Regions from separate parts of the Hordeum vulgare genome. Here region 2 is linked to region 1. A link is a contact called in public Hi-C data. All regions are on one chromosome and are shown on one strand. Each heading gives the region's core, a stretch centred on a gene start, on an enhancer-like site or on the middle of the called end of the contact. The rest is flanking DNA. Distances are from core to core; before and after follow the strand shown. Region 1 holds the start of LOC123425458 (formin-like protein 5). Region 2 holds the start of LOC123425459 (probable protein S-acyltransferase 22).

The links. Hi-C and Micro-C count contacts between places; a contact is called where the count stands out from the background.
Region 2: a Hi-C map of leaf shows a contact between it and region 1, with 5 times the contacts expected there. The contact joins the promoter of LOC123425459 here to the promoter of LOC123425458 in region 1. A contact is called at or near these places in 2 of 6 Hi-C or Micro-C datasets (leaf and seedling) and 1 of 1 datasets of contacts at active chromatin or transcription factors (embryo).

Annotation. Positions count from the first base shown.
Region 1 is chr2H:118,830,143-118,833,288 of MorexV3_pseudomolecules_assembly, reverse strand. It overlaps LOC123425458 (formin-like protein 5), which reads right to left and starts at 1,682. Exons shown (of 18, transcript XM_045109163.1): 1 at 1,496-1,682; 2 at 128-828; 3 at 1-53. The coding sequence starts at 1,568.
Region 2 is chr2H:119,629,468-119,632,613 of MorexV3_pseudomolecules_assembly, reverse strand. LOC123425459 (probable protein S-acyltransferase 22) reads right to left here and starts at 1,567. Exons shown (of 9, transcript XM_045109164.1): 1 at 1,187-1,567; 2 at 980-1,093. The coding sequence starts at 1,228.

The DNA.
Region 1 (3,146 bases), core at 433-2,932:
ACAACATCTCCCTGAACACAGCAAGAAGCGCTAATTTTCACCGTAACTTCAGCCTGCATTGCAACCATCTGTCAGAGTAGAATTTGGGTAGTGATAAATATCTCCACGGTTTAGGAGTAATCATTACCTGCCCATGACGCTGGAGATGTTTCTTGGTCTTGGGCGTCTCAAAAAGAACCTTTGCACTCTTGTTACCAGGACTCGAGTCTTGCCCGTGAATACGCAAATACGGCCTACAGCCCCCTTGGGAATCAAATCTAGGAACAGTGTGGAGAACTACAGAATCCAATATGAGAGGCCGGCTAATAGGAGGCCATTCTGAACCACTTCCATGTCTTGTTACGTAGTGCAAATACCTCAGATGAGAAGACTGGGGATTCAACTTTAGGAATTGCTGTATGAAGTCCCTGCGAGCCTGCTTGTAGACCATCTCTAGAGTCTTCTGCTCACCAGTGTACGTTTTCCTATATAGAAGTAGTCCAGCCAACATGAATGCAAGCACTGGCCATCCCCCTCTTTCACAGTGCATTAGAAGCATGTTCTGCTGCCCTTCCACTGACAGCCAATTTTCACATGATTTCAAGAAATGGTGGATCATCTCGAGCTGAAGGAGTGGGCATCCTTCATATTGCTGTGGGTAGTCCATGACAGTCATGTCATACTCAGACAATATATCTGAAATCCGGCTCCTCTTGTCCCCAGACCAGAAATTGGAGACCATGAATGACGCATCGGGAAAGTAGTCCTGCAACTGTGCAACTATGCCACTCAAGTAATCCCTGTACTCATCCTCGCCCATGGCATCTGCCGCGAAGCAACAGTCGAACACTGAAACCAACATACCGGTTGAAATTAGCACGATCTCATGCTCAAATTTGCATCGTTCAACTAAGACTAGAAAAATGGAGAAGAGATCAAGTGCTGGCATGCTAGAAGGAACCTCATCTTCACACTGCATAGGTACTAAGTTCATGTTTCTAGATACAGCAAAGTATTTCATCAACAGATAAGCACGCCATTATAACTAATAACTACTGGTTAAAGGGAGGGAGCACCAACAGAAAATGTGGACATCATGCAGGCACTAGACAATTGCTGCATGCTTATATAAGAGAAAATAATGCAATTAAATCCAAAGCTACCCTCAGGGCCAGCATGCGACAAGGGCAAGACAAAATTCGGATATGGAAAGAAATAAAAACCAGTTTAGGTCAAATGCAGCTAAATCTGAGACTCTGGGTCGTGTGCGCACAGAGTGACGACCCAGAACTGGACCGAATTCAACTTAACATCAAAAATTTACTAAATCTAGCTCGCCGTGCTTGGGAACGAACTGAATTCCAGCTCAAACAATAGCGATAAATCCGCTGAAAGCAACAGTTCCCCGGAGCCCGAAGAAGCACAAGCCGCGGCAAAAGTCCCAAAATCCCCCTCGGAACAAGCAAATCCCCGCACTCGGGCGGCACGGCTCGGCCCAGGGACGCGGGCATTATACCATAGACTCGCTCGGAGATCTCGAGCAGCCGATCCGGCGTCTTCTTGAGGAAGAACTTGCGGAACAGCGCCATCCTCCTCCTCCTCCTCCTCTTCCTCTGCTTCCCCCTTGGCCGCCTCCGCCTCCCCGGCGGCCGGCGAGCTCCTCTGACGCCTGGAGCGGCCACCGATCGGCTCCGATCGGGGCGCCAAAGGCATGGGGGCGGCCCCGCCCCCGCCGCCGGCGAGCTGGGGGCAGTGGTCCGCGCCCCCCTCGGCGAGATCTCGCGGCCGACGCTCGCTCGCTCGCTCGCCGCGGCCGCCCTAGGGTTCCGCGGTGGTGGTGGGGAGGCAGGCAGGCGGTCGAGGCGCCGTGCGATTGGGACTCCTCTTCCTCTACTGCTGCCGCTGCCTCTTCTCGTCTCGCTGTTTAAACTCTACTTTAATTTTTCCCTTTCTCTCCTCCCCTTGCTGCTAATCTTTCCTCTCTCTCCTTCTCGTCTCTCGCTACTCCTTCCTTCCTTCCTTGCCCAGTTTTTACTGCTACGGCCCCGTGCGCTTTTTCCGTTGCGTTTTCGGCGGCTTCCGCGGTGAATGTTTCCGGGAGGCCCGCGTGACAGCTGCCGTGCTCTGCTCGGCGACGCCGGCTGCCTCACTGGTCGTCGGGGCCGGCTGTGGTGGGGACGGAGTGTCAGCGGGCCGATGTGGACTGGTTAGGCATGGGTTGGCGTGCGGGCGCGGAGAGGATTGGGCCTCGGGGGGCTGTGCCGGTACGGACGTCTCCGGATTTTCCTTCTCTTTCCTTCCATTGCAGGCCAAGGACGGACGACTCGGATCTGGCCGAGTTTAGCCGACGATCCTGCGATTAATGAGTGGCGAGGTTGGTGTGGTGTGGGTGAGGGTGAGAAGAAGACGGTTGACATGGACTTCTATTTTTCGAGGATCATGTGCTGCTGGTCCGGAGCAAACTATATTACTACTGTCATTTGTGCCGAAGGTATTTGAGCTCAGGTGGATGCATCAGTTCTTCCTAAAAAAAGAGTAGTAGGAGTAGTACTACAGTATTATCTAATCAGAATATTTAGAGGATGGGATGATATTTTTGTATGACTGTAACGGACTAACGGATATATATACTTTGATGGGGAAGATGGTAGTAGTAGGAGTAGTGACAGCTGCCTCCAGGATCAGTTGGGCTGCTTCTATTCTTAACTAATTAATTGACTAAATAATAGAATAATACGTGTACATTTTATGTATAGCTCTCCAATGGGAGCAACATTTTGTTTGTAATGCGATTTATTAATGCATCCTCGCGGATGATGGAATGGCCTTTTGCACTGGACATGAAATGATTTATGTTTTCAGATGATGCACTTCTTAAATTGGAAAAAGGAAAAAGGATCCGTGGTGCTTGAAAAGCAAATTGCTGCATGACAAACGTATAGTACTAGTGTACTACTGCGGTATTACTAGTATTAAAATGTGACCACCAACAACCAACAATATTAGGACAAGAAACGGGTGACCCCAGCAGCATCTTATCTGCTAGGTCCGGCAAGCAGTGCATTATTGTCGCTTCTCCTTGCCGTGGAACTCATGTTATCAGCCCGCTGTTACGGAACAGCGGAAACTGACGCTCGCTGTGTTGTTACCAAATCTGATCATGAAGA
Region 2 (3,146 bases), core at 318-2,817, 800 kb before region 1:
TAACGTAATTGTAGTAAATAAAACTTACATCACGTCACTCTCGATTAAACTGTTATGTGGGAATTAACCTACGTCCAGCATGCCCCCGGTTGGTCTAGCACCTTCCAGTCTTTATGCTCTTAGGCTTCCAGCTGGAGTCTTAGTTAATTTTGAGTGTGTAGGAGTATTGGGCAAGAGACACAGTTCTATTTGAATTACAGCCTTCCAGTACAGTCTTGTGTAGCTACCCATATATATACAAGGAGGCAAACACGTTGGTTTCCAGAAGCTATCAACCAATAAAGTTTCCAGAAGCTATTAATCTGTTGTCTACTATCTTCTCCCCATTATCTTCGTGGTTCTGTTCACCACCGAGGCGCCGACAGCGTCAGCCCATAGGCTCCTCCTGGCCTAGGTTGCGCCCTCAGAACAATGAACCATAACATTAAACAGAGTTACAAAATCCTACCGATCAAACAGTGTACAAATTCTGAACTTCCCAAAGGTACTGCTAAACTGGATTGTGCAAAGAAGCACTAAGAGCACAGAATGCATAATTCCTGATTGCCCTTAATAATACGCCATTGTTTGCACCGCCATCACATGCAGAAACTCAGAAAATAGCCCTCATATAAACTTGAGAAGAAAGCAGAATTCACCGACCACGAGTGCAGGACAGTGACTTGCAGGGTTAGGCATGTCACATGACAATGCCAGAATTGGCCAGAAGACTACCCACAAAAACTTGGTAGCTTGTACCACCCTCCAACAAACAAACGCGCAAACACAGAAATTCAACAGCATATGGAAGAGTGCTAAATAGCCCATTTCAAGGTGAGAACTACTACATTTTTGTTTGGGCACTTCCCCCCAAGTTCAGTAACCACTACTTGATGGGCCCATCATGCAGCACCAAGATTGGGATCCAAAATGTGCCAGCCAAACCACAGGGCACTCACCCTGTCAGCGAGGAAGAGGGGGCAGGCAAGAGGATAGTTACCAGAGGAGTGTAGAGCCCCACGGCGGCATCCTGGAAGACCTTCCTCCCAACGAAGGGCGCGAAGAAGACGTAGAAGGCGAACGCCAGCGCCAAGAACACGGACACGGCGACCACCTGCAGCAGGCAAGCATCCGTCCATCGGTCCTTCGCCGTGGGAAAGAAGCCGTAATGCACAAAAATTTCACCGCCGGGGAGACAAGAGCGGACCTGGAGAGGGTGGTAAGGGAGCTGCCACCCATGCCGCCTCATCGCCTCGCCCCTGACAACCAGCACGGCTGCGAGAAGACGGAAGAAACGCCTGGCGGAACGGAACCCTCCTTCCTTCTTATCCTCGCATCAAAGGGCGCCGCCGATCAGTGGGGGAAGGAGAAAGGGCCGGCCTTTACAGGAATCAGGAAGTCGCGCGGCCGGCCGGCGGCCGGCGCATGGATTTGATCTGCGGGAGGGGACGGGGGGGAGGAGGAGGGGTTTGGGAGGGAGACCGGAGGGGAGAGGGGGCATTAAATGCGGCGCTGCTCAGATTTACGGGGGGTGGAGGGGGAGCGAAGCCAAGCAAATCAAGCAGCGAGGGAGGGAAGGCTGCTTAGTTTTCTTTGGGCGCTCACGTGAAGCTAGCAGCTATAGGCCATGGGGAAGACTGTGGCAGTGGCAGGGGACTCTGCTGCATGCTGGAGCTGGACCGGGGTGACCGACTGACTCACTGCCTGCCTGTCGCTGTGGGGCTCAATGGCACGGCCGCGTTTCCCAGTGACGTTTGGTTGATAGCTGTTTGTTTCGCTCGCACCGGCGAGGGCGTAACCATTTCCCAAGGATTTTTTAGGTTTAAGCAATTTTAACACTTTTAAAGCATTTCCAACTGCCGCGCTTCGCGCCGCGTCCAAAAAATGTATTTACCGCGCGCGCTTCGGCTGGTTTAGCGCGGGGATAGGCGCTGTCTCCAACAGCCGTGCTATAATGCACAGCGCGCGCCGCTCCAACAGTGCCAAAAATGCAGCGCGCGCAGCACGCACAAACCACATATACATTTCAAAAAATAGAAAAAAAACGATCAAACAAACAAAATAAATCAACAATAAATAGTTATTACAACTCAAACAAATAGTTTATCGTTCAGTACAACAAATAATGCAATAAACACAACCAGTAGTTCATGAACAATACAATACAAATAATGCAATCAAATCATGCTCTTTGTCGTCCATGCCATGCCCACCACTCTTCAATCAGATCCTTCTAAAGATCATTGTGCATTGCGGGACGCCGAATGGCATGATAGGAGGCAACAAAACGGGCTACCCTTTCAGCCCTCCGTCGCACTCGCACGGGATGTCCCAAGAGATCATACTGTGAGTAGTCTAAATCTTGGCCACGCTCATTCTCGATGATCATGTTGTGCATGATCACACAAGCGTGCATGATGTACCAAAGCATTTTTTGATCCCAAAATCTAGTCGGTCCTCTCACAATAGCAAATTGGGCTTGCAAAATCCCAAATGCTCTCTCCACATCTTTTCTAGCAGCCGCCTGAGCATTGTGGAAATCAAGATTTTTCTTACCTTCTGGCTTTTTCAACGCCGCGGCGGCGGCGCGGTTCGGATGGGGGCGGCGCGAGAGTGGAGGAACGAGCGCGGGAGAGAGCAGGAGCGAGCGCGGGAGAGTCGCGCGCGCGGGAGCCGGCGCAGCAAATAAGGGGCGCGAGATTGCGTTTCGGCCAGCGCGCTGAACTGGAAATGGCGCGCGCACCGTTTTTGCGCGCTCGCTGGAGCTGCCCGCCGCGTTGCGCGCGCGCTAAAACTGCCTTTTTTACGGCGCGGCGCTTGTATAGCGCGCCTGTTGGAGATGCTCTTACGGCCCTTCTTTTACATGAAAAGTAAAAAAGACAAAAAATAATCAAATTCATTATTTAATGCAATAAACGGTTTTATTTTATACTCTCATGTGAAAATGGATGATAAGATGGAGCATGTTAAAGAACCTCGGTTTAGGTTTAAAGTAATCGGTTTATTGCCTCGATCACCATAATAATTTGGCCAATCCAAGAATGCTCGCCCTCAGCTCTTTACTGTCGTTCCTCGCCATCACCAGCGGCGCCTCCTTCCCCGACAGCGCCCACTCCACCGGCGGGCTAGCATCCCACCACTAACTATCGTGACAAGAACCCTATCTA